Linked DNA regions of Lactuca sativa: region 2 is linked to region 1. Evidence: chromatin contacts called from public Hi-C data. All regions are on one chromosome and are shown on one strand. The core of a region is the stretch at or near the end of the contact, and the rest is flanking DNA. Distances in the headings are between cores, read along the strand shown.

The links. Hi-C and Micro-C count contacts between places; a contact is called where the count stands out from the background.
Region 2: a contact with region 1 is called in a Hi-C map of leaf, with 5 times the contacts expected there. The contact joins the promoter of LOC111885674 here to the promoter of LOC111885669 in region 1. A contact is called at or near these places in 3 of 4 Hi-C or Micro-C datasets (bud and leaf).

What each region holds. Positions count from the first base shown.
Region 1 is chr4:63,098,793-63,103,233 of Lsat_Salinas_v11, reverse strand. LOC111885669 (cyclin-U4-1) reads left to right here and starts at 2,897. Exons shown (of 2, transcript XM_023881917.3): 1 at 2,897-3,296; 2 at 3,985-4,441. The coding sequence starts at 2,962. The coding sequence ends at 4,273.
Region 2 is chr4:63,232,382-63,236,593 of Lsat_Salinas_v11, reverse strand. It overlaps LOC111885674 (pentatricopeptide repeat-containing protein At1g02150), which reads left to right and starts at 1,600. Exons shown (of 2, transcript XM_023881921.3): 1 at 1,600-2,128; 2 at 2,297-3,842. The coding sequence starts at 1,712. The coding sequence ends at 3,532.

The sequences.
Region 1 (4,441 bases), core at 1,648-4,147:
CTAAAGCAAAGAAACCCTGGCCAATTTCTAGTCCCTCTCCTCTCTCTCTCAAATCATCCTCCTTGCTAGTTGGTGTTTGTAAGCCATTAGAGGAGTGACAATTGTGACTCTAGAGCTCCAAGACAACAAGATCAAATAAGAGATTCAAAGGTAAACTTCTAGATCTGGTTTTATATTGTTCTTATACCTAATTAGTCATTAGAAGTCTTGGATTGAAAGCATGTTTAATTAGAGAAACCTAGATCCAAGCATTAGGGTTTGCATGTGCACATAGGAATGTTTATATGGCCAAAACCCATCAAAATTGGTATTCGAGAATCGGGGCGTTACATTAGAACCTTTACTTCTAAATCTTTCAGCCACAAACATGCATCAGTAATGTCTGGGAACAACCGAGCTCGAAGATTTGAATTTGACTGGCCTCTTTCATCATAGAGTAAATCCACATAAGGACCAACTCTTAAACCACAAACCAAAATGTGTTTAGTTTCACCAAAATCCAACTGCATCCCTTGTATCTTAAAAAGAAACCTCCCCATTTCAAACACTTGTTGAGACCCTACTTCATGCAACATCATCAAATTCACAAGTAAGGGGTCACATGGGGGACATGCATTCCTAAGAATCTTCCAAACGACGAAGCTTCAAATTATACTCGTTGTGATTGTGTTAGGCGCAAAAAAAGTCTTTAATGATCGTACACACCACGTCTTTTAAAGTTAAATATGCTTTTTGATTGAGATAGTCGTGCTACAAAACTTATACATTTAATTTAAAACGTTAGTAATTGAAAATAAAAAACAAGGTTTCAAAATTACTTTTCTAATTCGGTTTATGAAACAAATAGCAACATACTTTTTATATAATACACAGTTGATATAAAAGGGCAAGAAAAAAAAGGGAAAAGCAATTTCAGGTCATTCCACGGAGGCTAGAGGTCATTCCGCGGAGACCCCTCTGTGGAGTGACCTACACCTCCGCGGAGACACATTTTCTGCTTTTTGGTTCATTCCGCGGAGGCAATACATCAATCCGCAGAGGTCCCTCTACTGAGTGACCTACCCCTCCGCGGAATGGATCTTCCCAAATCCGGTTGCCCGTTAATCCTAAAATCTACCAAATCTAAATTTGTACATATTGACAGTTATGAATTGGATTTTCGTAACCTTTGAATCTTAAATATATACAATACGACATTAATCCAAAGAGGGGAATGTGAGAAATACTCGGGAGCCGTATCCATCAGCGAAAATATTGGGGAAATTGTCCTCCATCGTTGTCGGGTTTTCTGGTTCAAATCGATTTCTCCGAAAAATGATGTTGTTTGATGTCGTTGTCGCCGGCTTTAAACTCCTTCTCACCGGAAAATCGGAATGGCGTATTGATACGGAGAGACTGTCGAGTGGAAGAGGAATCGGGGGACCAGTCGGAGACCAAAGAGGGGGACCATTTTTGTCAAATAGGAGAGGGGTGGAATTACGAAAATACCCCCTCTCCGCGGATGATTCTTTGTTCCGTGGAGCTCCGTAGAGGGTCCTCCGCAGAATGCGTGTTTGTAGCCGGAAATGTCTCTTTTCATGACTAAATTTTGAAATACCCTCCCAAAAAATGACTATACCCGATGTTTTCCCTAAGATTATTTACCCTTTATGTTTTTCTTCTATTTAAGTTTAAACATTGCGATGTTTTCCTAAGATTATTTACCCTTTATGTTTTTCTTCTATTTAAGTTTAAACATTGCTCTCTGAACCCTTTACAAGTTTACTATTGGACCACAATTGGTTTTGTCGTTGTGCTATTTTTACATGCATTAGACACATGAGTTTGTAGTTCGTTTTCAAAAACTTTCCTATATATACATGTATTTTAAAGATTGAGGTATGTTAAATGGTTTATAATATATATTTTATGTTCACTGAATGGTTATATATAATCAAATTAAGTATGATAAAATATTGAATTGTTTGGAATCCAAATAATGGTACCCAACCATTTACAAAAGAATCACATAACATGCAAATACCTTCTCTAGTGGGACCCGCAACCAAGAATCACAAAATTCACCATTGATCACACATGGAATCACATGATGACATTTTGGAAACCATCATTTTATAATTAACTAATTATTCTATTTTTACCCAAGTTCCCCATTTCCTTTAAAGATTCTTGTTTGTTAGTTTTCAACTATAAGTGAATTCATTTTTCTTTTTAATACAAAACTATTTTTTCTATATAAAAAGCTAACATAATTTAGTTAATATTTCGTAATTATTTAAACTTTGTTTCCGAGGAAAAAAAATACAAGTATATTGTTGTGTTCTTGTTGATATACCACACAAATTTTGGAAAATTACACGAATTTGAATTTTATGAAAAAAAGAGTTTTGTGCTTCTTAAGTTTGAAAATAGTCATTGTTATGAATGTTTTTAGTTTCCGCGTAAAAAAATGTTATTTCATTTTTTTATCTAAATTTTAATAATTATTTATTTACAAATCGTCAATAAAAACTATATTTCCTTGAATGTTTTAATTACAATTATCTATTTTCCATCGATTCTTTATTGAAGATGACTTTATTTTTTTTATTTCAAGCAAACTACCAAAGTTTAAAAATTAACATTAGTATATCTAGCTAATAAAAAAAGTCAATAATATATACAAAAAAAATGTTATAAATATTATAAATATAGAAAGAATCTATATGAAAGCTTTATAACAAAATTTGGCATTTGATCCATATTTTTCCCACTAAAATCTTTTCTTTAAGAACTTGAAGGTCACATGGGGGACAGCCTGGTCATAATCCATATTTCTCAAGGGTGAAATAGTAATTTCATGTATACCTACCTGCTAACGACCACCCTACCAGTGGTTTATATACCTGAAACACCCTTGTCTTTCTTCTTCGCTAGCTCGGCTGAAACTATCTCTCTCTCTCTCTCTCCCTCTGTTCATCAATGGCGGACATGGAGTGCCCAACAGTGATGAACAACCTCATTACATTCCTGTCATCTCTACTTCAACGAGTAGCCGAATCGAATGATCTCAACCCTCGATTTCACCCGCAGAAGATCTCGGCTTTTCATGGTCTCACTAGGCCAACTATCTCGATCCAAAGCTATTTAGAGAGGATTTTCAAGTACGCTAACTGTAGTCCTTCCTGTTACGTTGTTGCGTATGTTTATCTTGATCGGTTTACCCAGCAACAGCCTGCCCTTTCTATCAATTCCTTCAATGTCCATCGGTTGTTAATTACTGGTGTAATGATTGCTGCCAAGTTCATGGATGATTTGTAAGTTCTTCTCATTTATAATTCGCCGTTCATGTGTGAAATTGTGCTGTTTTTTTAATTTGAGCCTGTTCCAAATGTTTTAGGAGCGTTTTTATTGGAATTGAGTATATGATTCGAGAATTTGAGCCCCAAATTACTCTGACAATTGTCTGGATCACATTATTGGCATCTAATTCAAACTCATAGTTAATGAGGTTAAGAATTTATGAATTCCTAACAGATAAAAAGGGGAAACTAAAAATTCTTTGCTTCAAACCCCTGTTTTCTCTGTTGTACTTTTGATTCAGATAACTTTATGATATCAATCTTCTAGTTTTTTATGATTGGATGAGAATTGTGTTAGTTTTAATAATCAGGTTCATGAAAATTGAATTCTTCTAATACTCTTGGGCCAAGTACCAATCAAAATGATTGTTCAAAAAAAAAATCTTTCAATATACATCAAGTGGTTGTACTTAGCGCATGACATGTTGTACCTTGTTCTTCTTTTGTCCCCCACCTCATGAATGATACCCAAGAAAATAGTATTGCACCCACCAGTACCACATCATTAGTCATATCTTGGAGTTAAAGCTCAACAAATCTTTTAACTCAATTTAGGGTTAGATTAAATACATGATAATTGTATTAAAAAACAACATTTGTTTTTTTGTACAATGAGTAATTAATTAACAATGCCCTTTTGCAGGTACTATAATAATGCATATTTTGCAAAAGTAGGAGGAATCAGCACAACAGAAATGAATTTTCTTGAAGTGGATTTCTTGTTTGGATTAGGGTTTCAATTGAATGTGAACCCCACCACTTTCCACACCTATTGTTCATATCTCCAAAGAGAAATGTTGCTTCTTCAACCACCATTAGATCATCATCTAACATCATCATCATCATCATCATCATCGTCATTGCCATCAATAACAACAAAACTGCTTCATTATGAAGATGATCATCAACAACAAGAAGTGGCAGCAGTTTAATCAGCAATCTTTTCTTTTTCTTTTTCTTTTTTTTGAGACTGAATTAATCTTTTTATCTTGAGCTTGAATGATGTGTTTTTAGGTAGATTGTAGATTATTTTATATGGGTTTAGCAAGTTAAACCTTTTTAAGGCAGTTTTTTTGGGGGGTGTATTTTACTTGACTTTG
Region 2 (4,212 bases), core at 351-2,850, 130 kb before region 1:
TCAAGTACATACCAAAATAGTTATGGACTTAGACACTAATCCAACACTATTTTTGTAACTTTTGGTATTTTTTTGGCTATTATCTGTAAAGTAATTAGCAAAAAAGGCTAAATTTTTAATTTTCTCTTATTTAAACATTTAATAATTTTTAATAATTTATTATTATTATAGAGTTATTGTAATACTAGTAATTTATTATAGAGTTATTGTAATAAAAATATGTAAATCAAATTTGTAAAAAGCTAACAAATATAATATGCATGTTTAAATGTATGTGACATTATAACAAAAATGATTTATCTGTTTAGTTAATGAACGAAAGAGAAAGTAATAACCGTCGTTATCTTTTAAATAAACGACATACATTTTTGGTATTGAAAAGGGAAGTGATTTTTCCAAAACAGATTTTACTCCATCCACTGAAATATATTTGTATTGACAAATATGCCCTTCATTTAAATTTGTAGATATTAAAGCGAGAGAACAATTCCAAGGTTATGTTTCCAAACGAAAATGATGCTCCTTCCTTATTCTTGCTTCCTCATCGACTCATCGGTGATGCCTTTTCAATATCTGATTCTCAAACAACTTCATTGCTATTTATGATTCTCAAGCATCGTCATTGCTATACGAATGAATTGTCAATTTTTGATTGATTAAACCTATTAAACAATTATAATTCGCTAAAAACTCACTCAAATGACTCACTCTCATACTGAACCTCATGTACTCTACATTCAGATCGGTGATTCAAATCTTGACCACAAAATTTGGGATTAACCTAAAGATATGGCTAAAAAAAAATTGTGATACAAATAAATGTATCTTCCCCAGGATCAAAAGTTGCAGCTGAAATTGTTGTAGAAATGGAAGTTGCTTCACTGGTGTTTAAGTCTACTAACTCGGTTTATTCAAGCTCAATAGTAAATAAATGAATGCAGGTTTCAGTTTAAGATCACCAATCAGTTTCAGTCTCATGTGGCTGCTGTTAAAATCTCAGCTTCTATCAACATATTGGAAAAATCTAGTTCTTATTAATATAGTAAAAGGGAAAGCAGGCCTAGCCTTTCAAGTTATAAAACCCAAAGACAATATCTTTTGGAGGAGTGTAGACACAAAGTTATCACTTTAAGCCTTAATTTAAGTATTAAAATGACTAAATGAGTGTCGATCTTTCAGTTCATAAATAGAATTAAGTATTAAAATGAGAACAATGTAAAAAATAACACAGAAGAAAAAAAGTTAGTTCTAATTTTGGCATGGGCGTGGAAAAAAGAGATGGACTGCACGTGTTCTTTTTCTTTCAATATTAAATGAGGGGCATAATTGGTAATAGATATAAATTTTAGTGGATGAATCAAAATTTTGATGTGGAAGAATCACCTCCCTATTGAAAATGATATAAAAGATTACAGATAAATAACTGTTTGTATCAAATGTTATATTTTGTTATAAAAAAATGGTATTATGTTCGATCATTTTCAAAAAAGAAAAAAAAACATAGGGACTATCATTAGTACTTATAAACTTAAAGTGGGTAGTAAAAAACTTTACATAAACTTAAAGGACTAAATTTAACGAACTATTCATAGTGACAAGCACACTCACACACAATTGCACAAACCCACTCTTATCTTGGTTGCTACTGTGTTCTTCAATATTTTGAAAGCACCTCCTAAAACCCTAATTGATCCAATAAAATCTCGAAAAAATGTTGCTCCATCCAACAGTTTCCCAATCTCCACCACACCCACAATCTATTTCTCTCTCGTCATCTTTATCTTCATCTTCCCTCTCTCATTCTCTCAATTTCCCATATGGGTTTCGAAGTTCACCCCACAAAAAACCCCAATTTACTTCGTTTATCGTCAAAAACCGTTATTCTTCGTCGTCATCACCAGTTTCAAAAGTGTACAACTATGGCACAGTGGACCATGAGAAAAAGTCTGGAACGGCGGTCACCTGGAAAGTCATTTACAAGAGGATCTCACTAATAGGAGACCCTGAAAAGGGGGCCACTGAGGTGTTGAATCAGTGGGAGAACGAAGGGAAAAAAGTTACCAAGTGGGAGCTTTGTAGAATTGTGAAAGAAATGAGAAAGTATGGTCGTCACAAGCTTGCTCTTGAGGTATATCTGGATTAAAATAGATTCACCGTGTGTTAAATTTGTGTTTCTTTGTTACGTTCATCATTTGCTTTCTTAAATTTGCTTGTAGTTAGTGATATATTGTTTCTGGTTTTACTTGTCGAGAATTAAACATCATCTAGGGTTTTTATGAAATTTTCGTCACTGCAGATTTACAATTGGATGAATAATAGGCCCGAGAGATTTAGAATATCGTCAAGTGATGCTGCAATTCAACTAGATCTAGTTTCAAAAGTCCACGGCATTTCAGGCGCTGAAGATTACTTCAAAAACATGCCCAATAATTTAATGGACAAGCGCATCTATGGGGCACTCTTGAATGCTTACGTACGTGCTAAAATGGTGGAAAAGGCCGAGGCTTTATTAGTCGAAATGAAAAAGAAAGACTATGCAAGCCATGCACTTCCATTTAACGTCATGATGACACTCTACATGAACCTTAAAGATCAAGAAAAAGTGGAAGCCATAGTTTCAGAGATGATGGAAAACAACATAGGATTAGATTTATATTCATATAATATCTGGATATCTTCTCGTGGGTCTCAAGGATCTATTGAAAAGATGGAAGAATCATTTGAAAAACTGAATCTTGATCCTTCTCTTAATCCAAATTGGACTACTTATAGCACAATGGCCACATTTTACATCAAGAATGACAAATTTGAAAAAGCTGAAGATTCTCTTAGAAAGATAGAAAGTCTAATTACTGGACGTGATCGAATTCCTTATCATTATCTTTTATCTCATTATGGAAGTATTGGCAAGAAAGAAGAAATTCAAAGAATTTGGGAGACTTACAAATCGGTCTTTCCTTACATACCTAATTTGGGTTATCATGCTGTGATCTCTTCATTCATCCGTATGAATGATATAGAAGAAGCTGAGATTCTTTATGAAGAATGGGTTTCAGTGAAGTCATCTTATGACCCCAGAATTGGAAATCTTTTATTGGGGTGGTATGTTAGAAAAGGGCTTACAGAAAAAGCCGAGTCTCTTTTTAAAGAAATGTTGGATGTTGGGAAATTGAATTCGAGTACTTGGGAGATTGTTGCTGAAAGCCATATCAATGCAAATAGGGTTTCTGATGCTCTAAATTGCTTAGAAGAAGCAATTTCTAATGAAGGATCAAGCTTCTGGAGACCAAAACCCGTGAATCTTTTGGCAGTTTATAACATTTGTGAAGAGCAAAATGATGAAAAAAGCAAGGAGGCTTTGTTTGAGGTGATGAGAAAATCAGGTGTTCTTGAAGATCCTGTTTATATGTCGTATTTACCCTTTTACAAAGGGGTAAACCCTGGAAATGAACTGGAAATAGTTAAAGAAATTGAGGGTGATGATGATGGAGCTGTTGATATGCTTCTTAATGAATTGCATGCTACCATTTAAGGATCGATTGTAATCTGGTTTTAGTGAGATAATTTGCTGTTAGTTGAAGATTTATGTAGATTCTAAGTATGGGGAAAGATATGGTAACAGTGTTTTTGTCTTATGTTATACAAGATTTTGCAGACTTTGTATGATGTTTGGCAATTTGAGCAAAGTTATAATTATAAATTGTTGTATGATAAGTTCATGATGGGGTTTGGTTCTTTTAGCCTTGTTCTTTCTTCTATGGCTGAACTTATCGAGTCTTGAGCAATGTATAAGTTTTTATGTAGAAGGTACAAGTTGTTATAGTAGTATTTCAGTTGTCATTTTTGTGCGACTCTTTATTTTGGTGGGTGCTATCATCTGTTTTTTAATCCTCGTTTCCAATGACATTGTATGAAAATGTTAAAATTTTTTGACTCGTTAAAAATTGCAAGAAACTATGTTTTCCTTTTTTGACTGCCTCTAATCTTCTACTACTTCTGGATTTCCTTCATATGTGTCCTCTTTAGTGTTGATAATTTCAACATCTTAATCTGTTAAGTCACAAACTTTCCATTAAAGGCATAAAATTCTCATTTTACCCTTTATGACTTAAGTGCAAAATCTCTTGCCTTTCTTCTCTTGAACCCATTTATTTTATCTCATAAAAATGACTTAGACTTATTTTGGCTAATTTCACAAAGTTACATCTTCAC